Linked DNA regions of Mus musculus: all the other regions are linked to region 2. A link is a contact called in public promoter capture Hi-C data. All regions are on one chromosome and are shown on one strand. The core of a region is the stretch at or near the end of the contact, and the rest is flanking DNA. Distances in the headings are between cores, read along the strand shown.

Region 1 (2,779 bases), core at 193-2,692, 630 kb after region 2:
AGGATTGGGAATTCAAGCCCAACCAGTGCTACATGGGACCCTGACACAAAACAAAACAGTACTAACCGGGTCGGGGGGTACCTCACTACCCGAAAATGAAGTGACAAAGGAGTGGGCCAGGGTCCCTGCCACCGGTACACCTCTCAGTTGTCCAGCAAGTGTGTTGCTGCTGCTGTCAAAGCCTGGGTGAGAAGGCAGGTAGGCTTAGGGGACTCAGAATATGATGGAACCTCCCCTTCCCCAACCTATGCCTCTCCCAGGCCTCACCACCCAGGTAGCTGTAAATTGAGGCCGTGAAACCCCCGTCGGGACCCTGAGCTCGCCGCAAACCCATCTCTAGTAGTTTCTTATCCGGCCCTGCAATCAAGCGTAGCCGAGCAGCATTGGTGGCTACGAGGCTGTGGAGAGTAACAAGTCATGAGAACCCAAGTGAGGGTCACAAAGCCACCCCAGTGGGAGGGCTTAGATAACCCCAGCGCTTCTATTGCCTGTACCTCTCAGGGACTCCGCTCACCTAGCGTAGCTGACCAGACACAGCAGTGGAGTCTCTAGCAGCTGTACCAGAAGAAGAGGCCCGGACACCTGCAGAAGCGGCACCTGTGGGGCGAGTGATCAGCTCCACAGTGGAACCTCCTGGGCCACCCCACTCTTCCTAACACACCCAGCTCACAAGGCACTCACACCAGGGAAGGCGAGGGAACCCTCTGGCAGAGCCCGCACGGTCACCCCAGAGCAATCAAGGGCTCGAAGGTGCTCGAAGAACGCAGGGTCAGTGTCTGGGGGTAGTACCGAAGCCAGGAACTGCACATCTGGAGCGACAGAGAACACATGTAGCCTGGGAAAGGACTCTGCCAGGCAAGTAAAAGTCCCCTCAGAGGTCAGGGGCACATTGAGAGGGTACAGGAGATTCGTTCGTGAGGGAGCGGGGATTTTCTTCCAGTCAGAGGAGTACGGTACGGGTGCTGGTCGCGGAACTACCTGCATCCCGCAGACGGAAGGCGCGAAGAAAGCGCATACAGTCCTGCAAGCCAGCGGAAAGGGCGAAGGAGCCTCCGAAAGGGCAGTGGCGGAAGAAGAGCTCGAACTCTGCTGCCTCGCACGCCCGGCCCGCACGCCAGTAGCCCAGCGCCATGGTAGCCTGATAGAGGTCGGTGAGCAGCGGCCGCACCACCATGCGCCCCTCGCTGTCCAGCTCCATCTCCATTCCGCGGGGTACACAGGCTCCCGACTAATGGCGCCCTACTCCACCCCCTACGGCACTGGTCCAGAGAACCAACTCACACGAAAGGAGGGCCTTTCCCGGCAGAAGTGGGCGGAGCGAGCCGCCTAATCTGCTAGTAGTTGCAGGGACTCAAACCAGCAAGATAGGCGACTGGCACACCCCCATCCCAGTCTCCTGGACTCCAACTAGCCGCTTGCCCCTCAGAATGGTTCTTACGTTTTGGAACTCAACTACTGGCACCAAAGGCAAAACAACTTAAAAGGGCGGGAGCGCTTGCGAAGGTTGTACTTTACCCTGGCCTCTTGCCCCTGACCAGGGAGGAGCAATCAGGGCTTCATTACAGCTGCAAGCAGCGTCATGGGAAGCTGAGAGCCCCCTAGAGGTCAGTGCTGCCTTTCAGGTGTGTGGGAACCCAAGCACCAGCATAGGGGAGGTTTGTTCAAGCCAGCAGCCAGGATTGCAGTGAGTCAATGCCCTAGGACAGTTTATGGTAGTAATGTCAACCCCAGCATTAGGAAGGCAGAGGCAGGTGGTTCTCTAAACTGACAAGGATATACAGCAAAATTTATTCTCAAAAAAAAAAAAAAAGTGTAGGTGTTTTTGTACTGCAGGCAGATATGCATGCCCAGAGGCCAGAAGAGGGTATCAGGTATCCAGGAACTGGAGTTACAGCTGGTTTGTAAGTTTCCATGTGGTTGCTGGGAATGAGCCCCATCTTCCAGAATAGTGTTCTTAACTGCGAAGTCATCCTTGCCCAGGTGACAGTTTTTTGTTCAGGTCCCACAGGAAAAGTCTAAAACTTTTGAGGGGGAGGGCTACATTGTTTCCTGGTGACTAGGGGCCATGATGAACAACACTGACAGGAATCAGCCACACTTGGTACACTTTCTCAACTTAGATGTTCGCAGGATTTCACGAGCACTATCGTCCCAATACCACCAATACCCAAGCACTGACAAGGGGTTTTAGGGGAGCGGGCAGACAAAATTCCATACAGTACAGCTGGCTGTCCATATTCTAACCATCCCAGAATATATAAAGAGGATGTATCCCTCCAGAGGTAAGGAGTGTGAAGAGGAGTGTTAGACTGGGTCTAGGTGTACACGGTGACAACAGCAGGGACAGGAGAGACACGGTGGACAAATGTGGACCTAATAGATTGTTTCTGGGACAAGTATGAGCCAGAGCCCACAGAGCGCTGTACACCAAGTAACACAAGAGGCGGAGTGCAGAGTCTCAGTCTTTAATCTCAGCAGGTCCTCACACACATGAAACCACACTCTCTCGGACATTCAGATCTTGTTGAAAGCTGCGATGTCGACACTCTGCACCTGTGGATGGAGACAAAGGGCGCTGCTGCTGCAGGCTGCCGCCTAGGGCAAGTTCATGTTCCACAGTGGATGTGGGGTGGCAGGAGCCAGTGTCCCGGGCCCATCCGGTCTCCCCTACCCCTGTGCCCATGCCCACTTACATGCTCCTCAAATTTGGTGATCTCCTCCTCGAGCAAGTCGGTGCCCACTTTGTCATCCTCCACCACACACTGGATCTGCAGCTTCC
Region 2 (2,817 bases), core at 46-2,545:
GGCTTCCTTCCCTTTGCAGCCTTGCCTGCTTAAGTGGATGTGCTCACCTTCACTGATGCTGTGGTCCATTTTCTGACTCATTGTCCTCTGAGCATACCTGTTCATTTACTGTGGCATCATCTCAGGATGATTTCCAGCTCAGGTCTCATTCGGTGCCTAGCCTTCCTACTCTAACCTGTATCAGTGCCTTGTAGACACTTACATGGGCTACTTACTGTGCTCTCAGCTCCACTAGGTTAGGAAACTCAGACTCTGGCTTGCTGTGGAGGCCCTGCTGCTCATCCCAAGGCTGGGCCACAGATGCCATCAATATTTGGCTAATTAGTAAGGTTTGAGTTATTACAATACCATGCCACATGGTAGTGACATAAAGGCCAAGGAAACTTATGTCCTTTTTGGGACACATTGGACTAGGACCTCATAGGTGAGGAGACAGGGCACATACAAACTGGAGGAGGAAGAAATAGCATGTGGCTTCTTCATGGTGGCTTCTGGGCAGCAGGGACACTGGGGTCATCCACCCTCTGCAAAAAAAAGCCTTGTGCCATGAAAAGAACTGCCTTGACTCTAGCTACCAGATGCTAATAGCACCTGCAGCCCCTTATATCACCCAAACATATCAGACACTGCTTAGTAACTTCCATCCCAGTTGTCAGTAAATTCTTTGCTCAGGACTTGCACTTTTTGAATATAAGACCCTGTAGAGCCAGTCGCCAGGTATTTGTCAGTTGTTTGCCTGCTTATAAAAAGGAGGGCCCTGGGCTCTGAGCCACTGCAACTCATACCCTCTAATTTGAAACAAGAAAAAGTCTGGTGGTGGTGGCAAAAAACACAAGCTACAGCACTTGCCTTTGAAAGTATTGGTTGTAGCCAGCCTGGTATACAGAGCAAGTCCCCCGGACAGCCAAAGTTACACAGAGCAAATATGCCTCGAAAAACAAAAACAAAAACAAAAGATGAAGGGAAACAAACAAACAAAAAAACTAGGAAAAGGCTGAGCAAGTTGCCTCTTTCCTTTGCTTTCTGAGGGCAAGCACAAGCCAACTGTGGCCCCTCCATCTCTGCTCTCTTATTCCTACAGCACCATTGTCTCTCCCCAACTGAGTGGTCCTCCCTCCTCAACAGCTATAAATCTTGCTGACCAGATCACCAACAAACCTTGCTAAATCTTAACCAATAAACATGTTGGCCTGGAGGAAGTAAGTATAGAAACCCCTCCCTCTTCAGGATGTCAGCTGGGAGGAGCTAAAGGAAATTAAAGTACTTACTTCAGTGCACATCTGACAGATCTTACCACTGTGCCTGCAACCTGGTCAGAGAGGAAGTAAGGACTGGTGTCAGGAGGGAGCTGCTAGGTGACAAAGGGAAGAGCCCTCAGGATAGGGCTGGGGTTGGGAGTGTGAGATTAGGAAGGAAAAGCTGGGTGGGTGGTGGATGAGAGAAATAGGCAGACATGTATTCCTTGGGGAAAGCTGGGGGGGGGGGGAGTGTTGGAGGGTGGGAAGAGTGGATGCTTGAGCCCTGTGAGAGCCCAGGGATGTGAATGATGATCTAATAACTGGCTTCAACTTCCAAGGTTTGATCTGTGCAGCCCTTCTCCAAGGATGGACAGTTGTCACACTACAAAGTCCTGTGTACTCATCCTTCTTGTGGTCCTATTGTGTGCAGAAAGAGGTGAGGTGGAAAATGAGAGATGGCCAGGAGGGTAAAATGGAGATGGCAAACTGCCTCAGGGTTGTGGTTACACCTGCACCTCCATTGTGTGCTCAGTGCCCAAGGTGTGCTGGTGTCAGGGGATTGGGAATCGGCTTGTGATGGGTGAAGCCTCATGTGTTGTGTGCTTTACTGGGTCTGTAACCCTGCCAGCGCCTGCCTTGCAACCATCACTACATACCAGAAAGACGTTTCAATGTTACTACCTGTGCCACAAACCCTGACCACCAGAGCAGCCTGTCCTTTAGACTCTAACCCTGCTGCCCTGGTCTACCAAGCAGGCCTCTGGCCTGGGTGCACACAAACTGGTAGAGGCTTCTTTTTCTGGCCTGAAGGCCAAGCCAAGGGTTTGGAATCCTCAAATCTTGGCATTTTACTTTTCCTTATGCCCAGCACATGCCACACGAGGCCCAAATGCTAGAACATCTCTATTCTAAGAAGTCTGAGCTTTCAGATACCCCTATACTTCTAGTTACATGTGTATTGCAGGAAACCTCATGGTGAGTCTGACCTTTGAGCTGGACTCTGGGACATTCAGTGCTTTGTCATGCTTCAATATACAGGGGCCAGCTCTGCAGGTGTAGGGTGGGACAGGTCAGAAAAGCCTTCCCTATCTGATGGCCCCACTACCTATTACACACCCACTCATTTCTTGAGCAGACATTTTGTATCTTTGTTTTCCCAATATGGTGATTGCCCCTCTAATTCCCCTTGGGGTGCAGGTCTCTGCTGTGGGTTTGGCTAGCTGAGGCAGCAGGGCCGAGCATACTTGAACAATGGAGGGTCATGGTTCACTTTTGCTTTTGGCAGAGGTGACTGGGCAGTAATATCCTTGCTCTGTCCTAGCACCCAGCAGCTGTGTGGAAGTAAAGACATTGGAGAGAAGGGTTCTGTTCTAGGAAGGGCATGAACTAGCCCTCATATATTGGCTTTTTTCTCAGCTCAGGGGCTGGAGTGCTATAACTGCCTGGGAGTTTCACTTGGAATTGCCTGCAAATCAATTACCTGCCCCTACCCTGATGCAGTCTGCATTTCTCAGCAGGTAGAACTTATTGTGGGTAAGTTCCCTGTGGCCTCCATAAAGATGGCTGAGGGTAGCTTGGA
Region 3 (2,700 bases), core at 5-2,504, 540 kb before region 2:
AGAGTGGATAGAGAAGGAACGAGGAGGCTCCCTGTGTGGCTAGAGGCCTGCCACGAAGCCTGGAAACCCTGAGTTGCAGAGGTCACGGAAGCAACAGAAGACAGGATGGGCAACGCCAATGCCATCAGGGTCGGTGGCCAGACACGAGCTGGAGCAGGAGCGGGTCACCATGGGACTGTGGTTGAAGGGGAACGCTGCAGGGTGGGCAGACAGCAGAGCCCCAAGTCACTGCAGTTCCTTTCTGCCTCTGCACACCCTTCCCATGGTGTGCTGCCTTCTCAAACCCCTCCTGCAACCTGCATCTTAAATCTGCCCAACCCCCACCCAGCCACAGCACATATTCACGTTGGCACCAGCCTCTGTGGAGCATCCACACTACCTGGTCCTGAGTGGGGGCTCTAGCCTAAGCCACATTTAACATACCTGTGCAGAGCCAGGGTCTAAGCCAACTGCTGCCTTCTACCCATCCCCACTCCCCATAGCCCTGATGCCACTGTCTTAGTGCAGGTACTTGAGGGGCTATACATCTGTGGGCACCATCTATAAGATATGATACCATCAGCACCACCACACGCGCGCACACACACACACCATTCCTGCCCCCTCTGCCTTCTTGGCTGAGCAAAACAGTGGTGGACGAAAGGGAACATGGAGGGACAAGGTAAGCCTGACACCAGGTGGAACCCCCAGCCCTGGCCTGAACCCAGCCTTACCTGCTTCCACTGTCTCCAGTACAGTCTTACAGGCTGTGTCTTCCATCTTGCACTGAGCAATATTCTTGCATGAGTTAATGGCCGTGGGCTGCTCACAGGTATAGCATCGGAAGGCCTCACCTAGCAAGGGTTAGGGGTCACAGTCTCACCACCTCGCTCCAGGGGTCCCTATTGGAGCCAGGTAGGTGAGAGAGAAAGTGACCTCCTGAGAGTCTTCCGAGACCCAGATGTCCAAGACAAGTGACAACACCACATCCTGCATCCGTATCTTCCTCCCTGGAGAACAGATCATGACCAAGACTTCTGTCCCAGAAGCATGTTGGAATCTAAGACCCAGGAAGCTTACCAAGGGTCCAGAGGATGCCTTGGCCACAAAGATACCTCTCTCCCATTAAGAGATGGGATAAACCGAGTTCTACAGCAGAGCTGCCCCTGAGAGCCTCACTCCAAGTCACTCACCATAGCCCATGCTCCAGGCTGCCAAGAGCAGCAGCCACATGGCCCAGCGAAGGGTCATTCTTCAGTGCTCAGGAGCTAGGAGCCCTGGCTGGCCTCATAGTGAGGATTTTATACTCAGCCTCCGGCTTCGGCTTCTGGGTGTTGGCAGGACCAGAGTGACTCAGTAGGGAGGCACAGGGCTAGGGGTGTGGGTGGTGGATGGGAGCCATCATCACCTACCATCCCAGGGTGGGGCCCCTCTATGGACCTTTTGGGGAACCTCTGTCTGGGAGTCTTGGTCCTGCTTCTGCTGGTGCACCTCCAGTACTCGACACCATGCTCTGCTGTCCCTCAACTGAGGAAGCCTTTTAGAGCCTGGCTCAACTGGCTCTCAGATGAGCCTCTTGCCTCAGCTATGTGAATGCATCCAATAGGCCAGATAGTCAGGTCCCGAGAACCCCTGAGGCTCAGGTACAAGGCTGCTTTATATCTGCCTGATAAAAGGAACCTCACTGTATCCCATCTGCCTAAGACCGATCTACTATGCACCCAGATGTACTCACAAAGTAGAGGCTGAGCCAGTATGGAAAGGAGGGAGTACCTGATGTGGTATAGGTGCTGTGAGGGCAGAGGCAGATATAGGGTCTTAGAATGGCCCCTACACATCCACTGCCATTCCCCTGACCATGAATGAATGTCTTTTAGACCAAGCTTGAGCTTCTTAGCTTTAGTCCTGACAGCAGAACTCTACCTACTCTCCTGGACTGATAGTCTATTCTGGCTTCCCTGTGCTGGCCCTTTCATGTTATGGGCACCCTGGCTGTTTTCCTGTGCCAGAAGGACCATCTAAGCCTTCATCCTCCATAACCCTCCCCAGTTGAGGTCTCTTTGGTTTTGGTTTTGGTTTTGGTTTGGTTTTGTTGTCGTTCTCCAAGGTTTCAATGAGTGGCCCTGTGGATGGATATGGGGGTAGGCAGATGAAGGAGTAAGGGAGGGAGGGAGGGAGGAAGGGAGGGAGGGAGGGAGGGAGGGAGGGAGGGAGGGAGGGAGGGAGGATAACAGATGATGGGGTGGATGGGTGGAGGATGGGTGATGGACAAATGGATAGATGGATGCATGATAGGCAGATGATTGCATAAGATGGATAGATAATACTTGGCTTTAACAATAGGTGGGTGGTTGGCAGCTGGCATGTGTGTCTCTGTAGGGAGCTGGTGGGTGGTCCACCCCTTACAGACTCTGTAACAGCAGAATTACAGCCTGACCTTGTGACAGACAGGCTGCAATGGAGGAGCCCTGGTCCAGGCACCTAGGAGGCATGCGTTTTTCTCCTGGCCTTTCTGCTCTTTCTTTGCATGGCCTTGGGATAGCCCCCTTGTCCTTCCAGACCTTGGCTTCCTGTTTATGGATTGCTAGGGCAGAAGTGGCCTGGCACTGCAGGGAGAAGCCAGTTGTACAAGGTTTGTAGAAAAGTAAAGAGAAGGTGTGGCTTACAGAGGGAGGGACTGCAGTTCCTACAAGTCAAATAGTGGGGCCACTCATCTCTGGG

Evidence for each region. Promoter capture Hi-C pulls out the DNA fragments that hold promoters and counts their contacts.
Region 1: a promoter capture Hi-C map of liver shows a contact between it and region 2, with 2.5 times the contacts expected there. The contact joins the promoter of Naprt here to the promoter of Ly6f in region 2. A contact is called at or near these places in 2 of 39 promoter capture datasets (the 3T3-L1 cell line and liver).
Region 3: a promoter capture Hi-C map of pre-B cells shows a contact between it and region 2, with 3 times the contacts expected there. The contact joins the promoter of Slurp1 here to the promoter of Ly6f in region 2. A contact is called at or near these places in 13 of 39 promoter capture datasets (the 3T3-L1 cell line, 3T3-L1-derived adipocytes, the C10 cell line and 9 more), 1 of 115 datasets of contacts at active chromatin or transcription factors (pancreatic cancer cells) and 2 of 9 other capture datasets (liver and macrophages).

The regions. Positions count from the first base shown.
Region 1 is chr15:75,893,039-75,895,817 of GRCm38.p6, forward strand. Naprt (nicotinate phosphoribosyltransferase) reads right to left here and starts at 1,443. Exons shown (of 13, transcript NM_172607.3): 1 at 979-1,443; 2 at 682-809; 3 at 515-597; 4 at 268-398; 5 at 67-182. The coding sequence starts at 1,204. It overlaps Eef1d (eukaryotic translation elongation factor 1 delta (guanine nucleotide exchange protein)), which reads right to left. Exons shown (of 10, transcript NM_029663.2): 9 at 2,694-2,779; 10 at 1,758-2,553. The coding sequence ends at 2,515.
Region 2 is chr15:75,267,126-75,269,942 of GRCm38.p6, forward strand. It overlaps Ly6f (lymphocyte antigen 6 complex, locus F), which reads left to right and starts at 1,296. Exons shown (of 4, transcript NM_008530.2): 1 at 1,296-1,355; 2 at 1,577-1,674; 3 at 2,655-2,771. The coding sequence starts at 1,605.
Region 3 is chr15:74,726,769-74,729,468 of GRCm38.p6, forward strand. It overlaps Slurp1 (secreted Ly6/Plaur domain containing 1), which reads right to left and starts at 1,255. Exons shown (of 3, transcript NM_020519.2): 1 at 1,173-1,255; 2 at 714-833; 3 at 1-194. The coding sequence starts at 1,230. The coding sequence ends at 40.